Regions from separate parts of the Mus musculus genome. Here region 2 is linked to region 1. A link is a contact called in public HiChIP or PLAC-seq data. All regions are on one chromosome and are shown on one strand. Each heading gives the region's core, a stretch centred on a gene start, on an enhancer-like site or on the middle of the called end of the contact. The rest is flanking DNA. Distances are from core to core; before and after follow the strand shown. Region 1 holds the start of Cd8b1 (CD8 antigen, beta chain 1). Region 2 holds the start of Rmnd5a (required for meiotic nuclear division 5 homolog A).

Region 1 (6,966 bases), core at 495-2,994:
AGGAATAACTACATTCAACAAAAAGAGCAGTTACCAGGTTTTGGCACACGCGGAAGATGGGGAGCGATCATACCATCCATTCCTCGGCAGACATACTGTGACCTCTCTTGGACCACTTTGTGATCTGTGCGTTTTACGTTGATTTTGAGAGCTACTACTGTGTGGTTTTCCTAGGACTACCTATGCTGTGTACATCTGGCCCTTAGCAGATTCTCCTGGGAACAGATAAGAGGTATGGTGGAGACCAGCCGGACTACAAGGGCAGCGCTTAGGACATGACCGTTTCCTTCTTTGTCTCCAGAATCTCTGGACTCAAAAGCCTCAGCTTTTGCCCCTGTCACCAGGAACTGGAGGGAGTCGGATGGAAAGAATAAGGATTTGGACACTGAGGGGCCTGTGTCTCGACCCCACTGCCAGCTTTAGCCACCACTGGTTACCCCATTCACTCTTCTGAAACTCAAGCGCACAATGTGCTTGGCTGCAGGGCCGGCCTAGATGACACTCCGGCCTAGATGACACTCGCAATCTTTTTTTTTTTTTCTTTTTGAGGCAGGGCTTCTCTGTGTAGCCCTGGCTGTCCTGGAACTCACTCTGTAGATCAAGCTGGCCTCGAACTCAGAAATCCACTGGGATGGATTTTTGATAGGATCTCTCTATGAAGCCCTGTTGCCTTGAACTCACTGTGTATACCAGGCTGGCCCCAAACTTGTTTTAGCCCACTTGTCTCCCTTCCAAGTCCTGCGGTTACCTGATGCACGCTTAGCTCTTCTTCTGTGGTGGATGTCCCCCACAGCCCTTCCCAGCCTCCCTCTCGCCAGCAGACAGATCACCAAGGATCCAGTTTCCCTGGACAGCAGCTCTCTCAACTCACCTCTGCCAGCCTCCACAGGCCTCCCCGTTCTTCATGGGTTCTTGATGGGGCTTTGATCTCAAAACTGATGAAGAAGCCTCAGGGCATACAGCACTGTAAGGCAGGGCAGGGGAGGGGAGACATACAGACACCCCAGTCCGTAGGGCTCTAGGTCCAGGTTTGGCTTTGCCTCACTTTCAGGCAAGGTCTGAGCCCCTCTGTGGCACCCCAGCTTGCCTCTCTCCCTCCTTTCTCTCTGTGTTGGCTAACTTCCCTTCCTCCCTTACAAGGGATCTCCATCACTCCAGGGCCAGCTGGACTCTGAACTGGGAGGTCTTCATAACTGTTTTCCTTGCTGAGACACACACACACACACACACACACACACACACACACACACACACGTAAAGCCTCTGTCTCCTGCCACCACGTGTTCCCTACCACAATGGACTGTGTCCTCAAACCAAGATGAACCCCTCCTCCAGCTGCTCAGAAAGAACGAATGTAAAGACGTGTCTGAATTAGGGCCAAGCTTCACAAAACCATGAGGCCTGGCGCATGCTGGCCTCTGTGACTCAGTTGTCCCAAGGTATCAGGGTTCTGTCCCGAGCTCCCCCCTGGGGCAAGAGGCATCACACAGGTGCAACCCCTTGGCATGACTGAGTCTGAGATCTATCACTTCCTCTCACCAGAAAACAAGAGTCCTGGTGGGCTCTTTGAAAAGTCAAGGCTTTGATGCTGTATAGGATGAAGATGAAGGCACTCCATACACACACACACACACACACACACACACACACACACACACACACACACACACACATCACGATTCCGCCCCTGCCCTGGTGGCCCCGCCCTCTTAGCTCACTTACGTTCCTGGTGCCCCACCCGCCCAAGCTGGCTCCTAACCTACCTTTCAGTTGACAGAGCACTGAGGGGAACAGTGTCCCCAAAAGCGCCAAGATGCAGCCATGGCTCTGGCTGGTCTTCAGTATGAAGCTGGCAGGTAAGACCCAGAGTGGGGCTACCCCCAATCTGCACTAGAGCAGGGAACTTAGGCCTGGTATCTCAGCAACAGGAGGAATAGACAGGCGCTGGGCTGTGAGAACAGGGGAGGCCGGTAGGCAGAGACCCTGAACCCGGAATGGAGATTCCTTCTCACTACCCAGAGAGGTCTGAGACGCCCAGGGCAGAAGTCACCTCTGTCCTACAGCCTGAACTAAAAGGGAAGGAAGGAAAAATGGAAGAAAGAAAAGGAAAGAGAGAGATCTAAAACCGAAGGGGAAATGTTCAGGGTGCCTACCGGGATGTGCCCCGTGAAGTCCCCAGAGGCCCTACAGACGTACTCTTATTACTTCCGGGAAAGTGCTTCTAGAAAATTGGACAACTATGGCAGGATACTCATTATGACCCCCTGGCTCTCCAGTGTGCTCTGCAGCATTCCCCCCCGCCCCCGCCCCCAAGTAGCGGCACTGCAGTTGGGATGTTGGAGCTGGCACAGAGATGTGGCCTAAAGGTTGTCATTGTGGTCAACCCAGAGACTTTGCTTTTTAGAAGAAGACTTCCAATATCCACGGGTCTGGTACCTCCTAGAGCCCCCAACTACTGAGGGAAACAAGGGAGGCCAGTCCCTGCCTCTGAACAGGTTAGCTAAACTGGTCAAAATAAGAAATGAAACAAGATTCTTTCAGGCCACTAAAGCTACCTCTGATCGTTCTAGAAATACCAGGTTCCTCTGAAAATGGAGTCCTAGGCTACCAAGCAGATTAAATGAGACTGTATGTGACCTAAAGCCTGGCTGTGTGTGTCCTCTGGGCTCTTTGGAAAGGCCCCTACCATCTGGGTATTTGTGGCCCCACTTTGAGTATAGGTCTCCTCGATTGGGAGGCTCGGAGTTCATTCACCCCAGTCTAGGACCCCGGTTTGAGTGCCAGTCCACTTCACAGACTGTGGGACCTTGAGTTCAGCTTTCCCTCAAGCTCTGTTTGCTCCCGTGTAAAATGAGTCTCTCGGCATAGGATTTGGTGAGGATTAAATCAGACAACGCATGCACTGTGCCTGACACACTGTGATGATCTATATGGACATCATCACTTCATATTGACTTCTCCAAAGAGGCCAGTAACCCAAAGCAATAAAAATGGCTGCGATGGGACAGAAATGGTAGCCTGAAACTCGGGGAAGGGAGATGGAGCAGCACCTCAGCCACAGGGGAGTAGTCACTCTTTCCATGCGATCAGAGGCTCCGAGTGGTCTGAGGGTGGAATCGGGATTCGTTCATCACATCAGTTCCAGGGAAGGCCCGAGCCACAATTATAGGCAGGGATTAATGCCAAGCAGCTGCTTCTTCTGGGCTCACACCTCCTCTGGCCTCTGTTTAACCATGCCTGTCCTTGGCATTATATCTTGGCCATGATCTTCAGGGTGGCCCTCTGTTGCAAGCCAAAGAAAAAGGGCTTTCTAGATCAAATGGGTTTGTTGACACTCTCCTGGTCTTAGATGCGAAAGAAACTTGGTCTGATCCTCCTTGAGACTTCTCTTGGTGCCTAGAACATCTATCTCCTGAGACCTTTCGACTTGCCGGCAGAATTGACCTGTGTGAGTGCTCACACGGGGACCTCCAGTGTCTGCATATGATTACGATTACCTGTGTGAGCTCTTCACTGTTTACATATGATTTCACGTCTCTTTTTCTCCCCTGAAATTCACTATGTAGCCCAGGCTGGCCCCAAACTCAAAGAAATCCTCCTGACTCAGCTTCTCAAGTGTTAGGATACTAAGTGTGCACCTCCATGTCTGTCTTCCTTTCTTTCCTTTCCAAATGTCAACAGCAAGGAGGACAGTAGTGGCAAGCCAAGCTGCCCTTCTTTCACAGGCCACCAAGAACTTGGTGACTTCTGAGGTCCCACAGCTTCTACAGGGCAAAGGCTATGTTCATGGCCATGTCTGCAACTCCTTCTGCCTGCCCAGTCTTCCCATCTAAGACAAAATGAACTTCTAAGCTTGCATCTGTAATAACCGCCCTGCCCGGAGGCGGGAGAAGTCAGTGATAGACCCATTGCAGGACTGGGGGGTAACGATCTCCCAGGGTCAGTTCCTTTCCCTTGGTCCAGACATCTCAGACTGTCTAAACCACGCTGTGCTTGTGACTCCAAATTCCTCTCGCAGCTTGCCCTAGGACTTTTCCAGCTGCTTAGAGCCCCTGAAGGGCTACCTACACAGGCGAGGTGGGCAACTAGCTTTGGCTTTCGACTTTGGCTCTTTGGATTGAATCCAGTGAGATTCCAAACGAGGTAGCTTCATGCCAGTGTTTTCTCATCAGGGTAAGGGGGGGGCGGGTGTTAAAAATCCTGGAACCAGTGTGAGACTCCGCCAAGATAGCTTATACCAAGGGCCACACATAGAGGTGTGTTGTTAACCAAAAGCCACAGTCAAGGCACACTCAGAGAACTGCGTGCCTTGCAGTCAATGTTTGTGAGTTCTGAGTTCAAAAGACACCAAGTGCTGTTAATACCCTGACTCTTTCACCAGGCAGATTACTCCTGTTTGCCTGTGACATGAACTCATTGTGACACAAACCACTGTGCTAGGGGGTTGAACTCAGGGGTCAGGCTTGGTACTAACACCTTTACCTGCTGAGCCACCTCACAAGCCCTCCTCTCTCTACCCTCCCTCCTTCCTTCCCTCCCTCCTTCCCCTCCTCCCGCCTGCCTTCTTTCCTTTCTTAAAAATTATTTTTTTAAACCTTTGAAAGATTTATTTATTTTGTGTGTTCTGTCTGCTTGTATACCCACATGCCAGAAGAGGGCATGTGATCATATCATAGATGGGTGTGAGTCACCAAGTGGTTGCTGGGAATTGGACTCAGGACCTCTGGAAGAGCAGCCAATGCTCTTAACCACTGAGCCATCTCTCCAATCCCACCTCTTTTTTTTTTTTTTTTTTTAAAGATAAGTTCTCAAGTAGCCCAGGCTGGCCTTGAACTCACTAGGCAACCAAACTTGAAGTTCTGGTCCTGTACTTCCACCCACAGAGTGCTAAGATTGTGTGTGTATAGCAACAGCCTGGTTGATGTCTTCTGGTTTCTTGTAGCTCTCTGGAGCAGCTCTGCCCTCATTCAGACCCCTTCGTCCCTGCTGGTTCAAACCAACCATACGGCAAAGATGTCCTGTGAGGTTAAAAGCATCTCTAAGTTAACAAGCATCTACTGGCTGCGGGAGCGCCAGGACCCCAAGGACAAGTACTTTGAGTTCCTGGCCTCCTGGAGTTCTTCCAAAGGAGTTTTGTATGGTGAAAGTGTGGACAAGAAAAGAAATATAATTCTTGAGTCTTCAGACTCAAGACGGCCCTTTCTCAGTATCATGAATGTGAAGCCAGAGGACAGTGACTTCTACTTCTGCGCGACGGTTGGGAGCCCCAAGATGGTCTTTGGGACAGGGACGAAGCTGACTGTGGGTAAGAATGTTCTCAAGGCTGTGAATGAGCACACACACACACACATGTACACACATGTGCGCACACACATACACACACATGCTTGTTCATACAGATGTACACTCACATGCACACATACACATGTGATTGCACACATATGCACACACACACTCTCACACCGGGCACTGGAGCTGCCTACTCTCAGTGAGCCTCACTCTGCAGCCATGACTAATCACACCACTGCTAGGACTAATAGAAAAGATACATTGAGAGTCACCCAGGCCAAACACCTTTGAGGGTCACATACAGCTGGGTCCCTTAATACTTCCACCCACCCAGCAGGTGGTATATTTGTTCTCCCTCTTTAGATGGGAATCAGATGAGATGAAAACAGGTAGGTCAGTCAAAGGTGGGTGCTGATGATTCTGATGGAGACAAAGACAGCAAATTCAGGACCCTGAGTACATACGGACTCTCACTGTCTGGGCGCATGCTCATTGTTTCTGAGGTAGCAGAAAAGCAGTTGTCCTCAGCATTTTTTTGTGGGGTTCAGTGGCTCAAATCCACACTCGGGGCTTCAATGGGCAAAGAAGCTGGACCCAGGTCTAGTTTGGCTACCAATCCATCACTTGCCCTCCCTCTCGAAGCCTCAGCTTCCATACCTGAACAAGGCAGCTGCTGGTTCACTTCTACGTCTACGAAGCTGCAGTTTCATGAAATAAGCGATCCTAAGCAGAAGTACACTGCAAACCTCAGACACCATTTTCCGTTTTCTAAGAGACATCTAGTTAAGAAGGAATATGTGCATTTTACTGAACCCAACTTATCAAAACAGTATTAGCATTTCAACAGCATTTTTCCATACGCAGCATTTGATATATATTTTATGCATACGGCATATCTGGGTTCAGACTAGCCATACTGGACAGTGAGGATTCCTCTCTTGGGGTGGAAAGGGATCAGCGTAGATTCTCTCAGGCCAGTGGTTGGCTATAGTTCTTTCTTCAGCTCAACCCAGGACTTGGACTCTCATCATCTTGCTTCAGATTCGCCTGGGGACTGAAAGTCACAAGCGCCCCGGGCAACCCCAGAAGTTAGACCCCTCCGCCTAAGGACAGTTTGGGGATAGTGCCAGAGTTATAAAAAACACAACAGTGGCACCAGAAACAGAGTGAAGTCTCCATGGCCTCTTTGGTCTCTCGTCTCATGGGGATGGTGTGGGGTTAGATAAAGTAAGGATGGGCAGAAGCCCACTTTGAAACATGGGCTTTGTGCTTGTTTTGGGGTCTTTGTTGGTTGGTTGGTTTGGTTTTGCTTTTGTTTCTAGGAGCCCTGTGCCTTCCTAGTGCTTCAGGGTCTGAGACAGGAGGATGGTGATTTTCCATCTCTACCTATTCTGGCGTCCATGTTTCTAAGTCCTATGTACTGTCCAACAGCCCAGGAACAGCAGTGCCTCCCCAAGTTCCTTCTTTGATACAATCCCCCCAGTGACAGATCCCCAGAGCCTGAGCCTACCTGCCTGGTTGAAGGGTCCCCAGTGTTTTAGAGGAGACATACATAGAGTATTGGGAAAATGGGCCTTGTTCAGGCCCTCAAGCACACTATGGATTCTAAGGACTTGTCCCTCTCAAAAAAAGACAGAGGGAGAGGTCTCGAACTCACAAATCAGGGAGCAACCTGAC
Region 2 (6,118 bases), core at 42-2,541, 120 kb after region 1:
AGGGCCCGGACTCTTGAGTAAATCCATAATATTACAAGTCCTTTATCTCTCATTCAGAAAGAGTCAGCATTGTGGCTCCAAGGTACCAGACCTTTAGTGTTATTTTTAAAACACAAAACTCTTTCTCAGAGTTAGCCTTGGCATCTGTGGTACAAGACGTAGGGCCACTGATGAAATAACGTAGGCAAAACACCTTCTACGGAAAAGCTGTTTTCTGAAAGGATTATTAACAAGTACAAACTGGACTAGGTAAGTAACTAGCAACTCGACATCTGCCCGGTCGGACTGTACAGAGGCTACAGCAGGGACGCTGAATGGTTTAAATCGGCCGGCTTCCTAGGAAGAGTTTAGAAGAACTGCCTGCCCACATCAGTCCAACTCTGAAGTTGCAGCAGCCGATGATGTAGAAACCAACCCACAGCTAAGAACGTTAAACTAAGAACCATCAGGGAGAAAAGTCTGCGAGGCCGAAAACTAGACAAAGTCCTGCGCAGACCCTCGTTATCACTCGCACACCTGCGGCCCGCAGGACCCCGCAAGACCCCCAGCCCCGCCCCAGGCCACCGCGTTTCCGGGCGGGTCGCCGCGGCCTGGGGACCAGCAGACGCAGCGCAGGGCCCCGACCCCCGCGCGCCCACGCGCCCGCCCTCACCGTGGCTCTGCAGGATCTCGTGCTTGAGGCCGCCGGTGTAGTCGATGAGCTCCTCCAGGCCCCGCTCGCACAGCTGCCCGTAGCCCGAGAACTTGTGCAGCACCTTCTCCAGCTCGCGCTCCACCGTCACGCACTGATCCATGCCGGAGACCGCGGCGCTCGGCTCCCCGGCGCCCGGGGGTCCGCAGTGGTTCGGCCCGGGCCCCACCGAGGCCGCGTCCTGCTCCTCCTCCCCCAAGGCGGCGAGCGGGCGGCGCGGGAGGCGAAGGCAAGACGGGCGCGCTAGCCGCGGCGCCGGGGGAGCCCCGCGCAGCCTGTGCCCTCCCGCCCCATGGCGCCCCGGCCCCGCCGCTCGCGCTCGCTCGCCCGCCCTACCCGGCGCCGCGTCTCGCCCCGGGCCCCCCTGGCTCGCCGCGTTCGGCCGCCCCTCGGCGGCGCCGCCGATTGTTTTTGTTTTCACGGGAACCGGCCGATGACCTGGTTCTCCCGGGCGGCACCAATAGCCGCGGCCCGGGAGGGGGTCGAGCCTCCCTCACGAGCGGAGGAGGCGGCGCGGGCCGTACCAATCGCGGACTCGGCGAGGGGTCAGGGGGAAGCAGCGGGCGAGCACGGGCGGAGGGCGCGCGGGCGTTCTGAAGGTGTGGGCCGTACCACGCGGGAGGCCGTGAGGGAGCGCGGCGAGGGCGGGGCGAGGGCGGGGCGAGCGACGCAATTGGCCCGCGCAGCTGAACAGGGAACTTTAGCGATAGCGTCAACTACGCGGCCGGTAAACAAGAGGGTGGAAACCGTCCCCGGATGCTCCGCCCAGAAGCAGAAGAGTGACCAATCGACGCGGGGGTTAGGAGCGAGACAAACATCCTCCAATCCTGGGCCGAGGCGTAAAACTTCAGCCAATCCAGACTGAGGAGCCAAACCAATGCGCTCGCTGTTGGAGGGGGGTTGGCTTGAAGAGCGGAGCTTGGCGCTTCTACTGGGAAGCCGCGAGGGGAAACATGACAGCAATTAACGGGGCTGTTTTCTCCAGGATTTCGCCCTGATTGCAATTTGTGTTTTCTCCGCATGGAATTTTGGCCGGAGTTTCGACTGAGAGGCCCACCTCCGGGGCCAAAGGATGTCTGTCTGGCCGCCTAGTGGCGGAGGGCCCGGGCGGGGTCACTAACCCGATGGAAGGTGGTAGCTCTTAGAGGGATGGCCCGCGCCCAGCGTTGGCTCGTTCTTGACGCCCCTCGGCCTGCAAGTGGCCTTCCCTGTCGCCTTGTCCACGTGCTGGGCATCTTGGCGGCGGTCACGAACACGCGTGGGCGAGCTGAGCAACCTGGCCCTTGCTCCTTGCCCTTACCTTGGCGTAGGGCTTTTGCCCTGGTTTACCACGGGGTTCTGGCCTTGGCCTGTGCCCTCTTGCTCACCAGGCTTCTACCCTACTAGCTTTTCGTCAAGTCCCTGCCTCACAGCCTGGGCCTGGGAGAGTCCGCCTTCCTGGGCCTGCAGTTGCCAGCTTGCTTGCCTGCTCATAGCATTCCTACTTCCACCATGGTTGTATCACCTCTGCCTCCCCGAATTTTCTCCATCAATTCATTGTATCTCTTACAGCACAATTTTTTTTTTCTCTCACACATCACTTGTCAAAGTCTAAAATAATAATTGTTTGGAGTTTTGCTTGTTTTGGTTGCACCACTTAAGTAATACTATGAAGGGTAACCCCTTTTGTTGTGGCCTGTTTGTTTCTAGAACACAGCCAGCACCCTGGTGGACAGTCTTTCTTTTCCTTTAATTCAGGTGGTAACCTTTTTAAAGTTCAATTTCCGTTTTTATAATGTGGCAGCTAGTGGGCGGGTGGTTATATATGATGGCCTTTAGTGGTCCTGGATATTTGGAAGTTCAGCTGATGGTATTTCAGGGCTCCTTTCTGTCCCTCATCACGCCATTTGCTTTTAGTCCTCTTTCTTGGCAGATGGCCCTGATTCCTACTTCTCGAAAATAAAAAACCTTTTAGCTCCATCAATCTTGCCATTCTCCTCAAAAGGTTTTCTAGCTACCATCCATTTTGTGAAAATACTCAGGCATCCAAAAGAAGAAAGGGCCCTCTTCCTTTGTAAAACAAGCCCGAGGGTGCCTGGCATCATCTTACTGCTGTCTAGAGCGTCCTTGCCTGGCTGTACTTTAGTTCTTCCTGCTTGGGGATGGAGTGGACCTGACTTAGCAACCTTCACTTGACCCCTCTGAAGCTGTTTCCTTCTTTAGCTGCCACACTGCACAGACAAACCTTGTTCTTCCCCTTGAACCAAGGATCTCCTTGATAGTTTCAGTCACACCCACACTCTCTCTCTCTCTCTCTCTCTCTCTCTCTCTCTCTCTCTCTCTCTCTCTCTTCTTCCCCTTTTTTTTCCTAGAAGTTGTTTGAATAACTAAATAAATGAGATAATCCATGTAAGACCTTCAACATAATGCCTGGCGCATGTAAGAGCTATTCTTTTTCTTTTTCTTTCTTTTTTTTTTTTTTTTTTTTTCGAGACAGGGTTTCTCTGTGTAGCCCTGGCTGTCCTGGAACTCACTCTGTAGACCAGGCTGGCCTCGAACTCAGAAATCCGACTGCCTCTGCCTCCCAAGTGCTGGGATTAAAGGTGTGCGCCACCACGCCCGGCTGTAAGAGCTATTCTTAGCTACCAATCAGAAGTAATGACTCTTCACTAACTGCAGTTTCAAATCCAGTGAGCTGCATGATGCCCAGTGTGACCTGTCACAGCCCCATCCTACTACCCAGCACTGTTACTCTCAGTGTGAGCCGAGCACGGCTCATTCATGCCAAGCCCCATGCTGATTACTTATCATAAGCTTTCAGATTTTTCTCTTCCAGCAACAGGACAAATTCTATCTATTGATAACACCTGAGTCTGCACAGATACACAAAGTACCAATCCCAGGTAGCTACTTAAAATTCATGTGAAATCAAAAATTCAGTTCCTTAAGTGTACTAACCACATTTCAGATTCTCAGTAAGCTACGGTGACTAATCAGGATATCTCCCTCCATGGTGAGAGGTCTAATAGTGCTGATTGAGACCATGACCACAGTAAAATTACTAGGACTTCATGCAACATGGACATGCCCCATAGTTTAGTATCTAGTTGACTACACCTTGTGTGTTGGCCTGGCTAATCTATTGTCAACTTGGCAATATTAGTTATTTACAAAAAGGAACCTCAACTGAGAAAAACTCTGTCTGTCAGGCCACCTGTAAGCAAGGCTAATAACTATTCTCTGGAAAGACCAGCTCACAGAGAGTGTGTGTCACCTCTAGACAGGTGATTCTAGGTTGTCTAAGAAAGTAAGCTGAGCAAGTCAATAAGCAACACTCCTCAATGGCCTCTGCTTCAGATCCTGCCTCACGTTCCTGTCTTGATTCCTGTCCTGACTTCCCGATGGAGTGTTATAATCAGAAATAAACCCTTTTCTCTCACGTTGCTTTTGTTTGTGGTGCTTTATCACAGCAATGAAAACCCTCACTGAGACATTCACTTAACTACATTGGTAGTTCCTAGATCAGAGCTGACTTCTTTTCCTTCTCTTTGACTTAAACAGAAAAGGTGCTCTCAAGTGTACGTTGAAGGAAAGCAGGAAGTTAGGTGAGAAGCTTCAGAGATACACTAGTGCTTGGAAAATCAGAGACTTTTCTGTCCCCTTTTGGGATGGGTCTTCTCACACAGTCCATAACTGTGTTAATCCCAAATGCTGGGTTCTCAAAGAAGGATCGTTAGAAGCAAGAAGTATTGGAGGGACTGGAGAGATGGTCTGGGGGGTAAAAATCCTTGCTACTCCTCAGGAGGACTTGGTTTTAGTTCAAAGCCAGCAATCTGTAACTTCAGTTCCAGGGGATCTGATCCCCTCTCAAGGCACTGAACTTAGATGGCTGAGTGTAAAGACTTAAAAAATTAAGTAAGATGAAACTTTAAAAAAGGATAGGTTTGAGTGTGAAACGTTCCCTGTGGGCTCGTGTATGATCACCTGATCCCTATCTGGTCTCAGTAGTTGGGAATTCAGATTTTTCTCTTCCAATAACAGGACAAATTGTATTTATTGGTAACACCTGCGCCTGCACAGATATACAAAGTATATGTAGCTACTTAAATTAAATTAAAATTTCTGGAAACTGTAGGATGGGTAGCTTCATTGGAAGAAGTAGGTCGTGTGGGTGAATCTTGGAAAGTTACTGCTGGTTCCCAGTCCCTCCCTTGATCTCGGATTTTCGCCTACTGTGAAGTGAAGATCCTTCTCCATGCCAGGCTTCTGCCACAGCTGTGTTCTTCCTGGGTTCACGAATCTGGATGGACTCCTCTCAAACCATCAGCAGGGTAAACCTCTTCCCCTTTTAAGTTGTTTCTGTAAGCAGTTTGTCACAGCGATGAACAGATATGGGAGGGTCACTCAGTCTCCAGACCAGCCACAAATAATATCTCTATGATTTTTGCATTTTTTAGAACCACAACGAGAAATTTATACACACAAGGAAAGTCCTGTGTGGTGTTGAATGGACTCCTTGCGACTGTGTTCTGTTCAGCGCAGAGAACCTTTTCTTTGCAGTTAGTTATTCCGGAATCTGCTCTGGTCCTCCCCTCTACTCTAAATTTGACACTGTGGGATGTAAATAAACATTAACTAAAAAGTAGAGAAGAGCTCGGAGATCCTGTGCATGCCTAAGACCCCGCATTTTATCCTGAACCAGGCTAAATAAAAGAAACGGCATGTGGTGGATAATATTAACTGCCAATTTGATGAGAACTAGAATCACTAGGAGCCTCTAAGAATACCTGTAAGAGAGTCTCTAGATTAGGTTATTTGATATGGGACGACATATCTGCCCCCAAGGTAAGCTGGCACTATACCATGAGCTGTGCCCCAGACTGAAAAAAGAGGAAACACTGGCTGAGCAACATAGCACTGTCTCTCTGCCTCTGGACTGTGGCTGCAATGTGACACCTCACACTTCTGCTGCCTGCCATGACTTTACTCCTACCACATAGCTGCTCCTTTCATTTTTGAGCCAAAATACACCCTTCCCTGAATTGCTTTGGTCAACACTTGGTTGCAGCAACAAGGCAATTAATTAATATGGAAGGGGAAGCTTTTTATCTTTTGATCAAAAAAACATTAATTTTAAGAAAAGTAGAAAACAAAAATCCTTGGAAACTCCAAGACCTGGGATGGGGATTTAGAAGCTCGGCTTTGGGATGGATTTCCCTAGTTATTCCTATAGGAACGCCGCCACTTGCATTTTTACCAAGGAGAGATTGCATCGCATTTACTACTCCATTTTATTGTTGAGAAAGAATCTGGAGTATCCCAAGCTGGATTCAAACCCATTATGTAGCTGAAGATGACCTTCAACTCTTGGTCTTCCTGTGTCTACAGCCCCCGTGCTAGCCCTGCTGGTATCCCAGATACATACCACCACAACAGACTCCAGATGGT

What was found. HiChIP or PLAC-seq counts read pairs in DNA pulled down with a chosen protein or histone mark.
Region 2: an H3K27ac HiChIP or PLAC-seq map of double positive thymocytes shows a contact between it and region 1, with 3 times the contacts expected there. The contact joins the promoter of Rmnd5a here to the promoter of Cd8b1 in region 1. A contact is called at or near these places in 1 of 484 Hi-C or Micro-C datasets (CD8 T cells), 4 of 115 datasets of contacts at active chromatin or transcription factors (CD8 T cells, double positive thymocytes and embryonic stem cells) and 2 of 9 other capture datasets (adipose tissue and embryonic stem cells).

Annotation. Positions count from the first base shown.
Region 1 is chr6:71,321,044-71,328,009 of GRCm38.p6, forward strand. Cd8b1 (CD8 antigen, beta chain 1) reads left to right here and starts at 1,745. Exons shown (of 6, transcript NM_009858.3): 1 at 1,745-1,856; 2 at 4,943-5,305. The coding sequence starts at 1,814. Gm38828 (a long non-coding RNA gene) reads right to left here and starts at 1,614. Exons shown (of 3, transcript XR_869170.3): 1 at 1,292-1,614; 2 at 872-964.
Region 2 is chr6:71,439,346-71,445,463 of GRCm38.p6, forward strand. It overlaps Rmnd5a (required for meiotic nuclear division 5 homolog A), which reads right to left and starts at 1,292. Exons shown (of 9, transcript NM_024288.2): 1 at 653-1,292. The coding sequence starts at 794.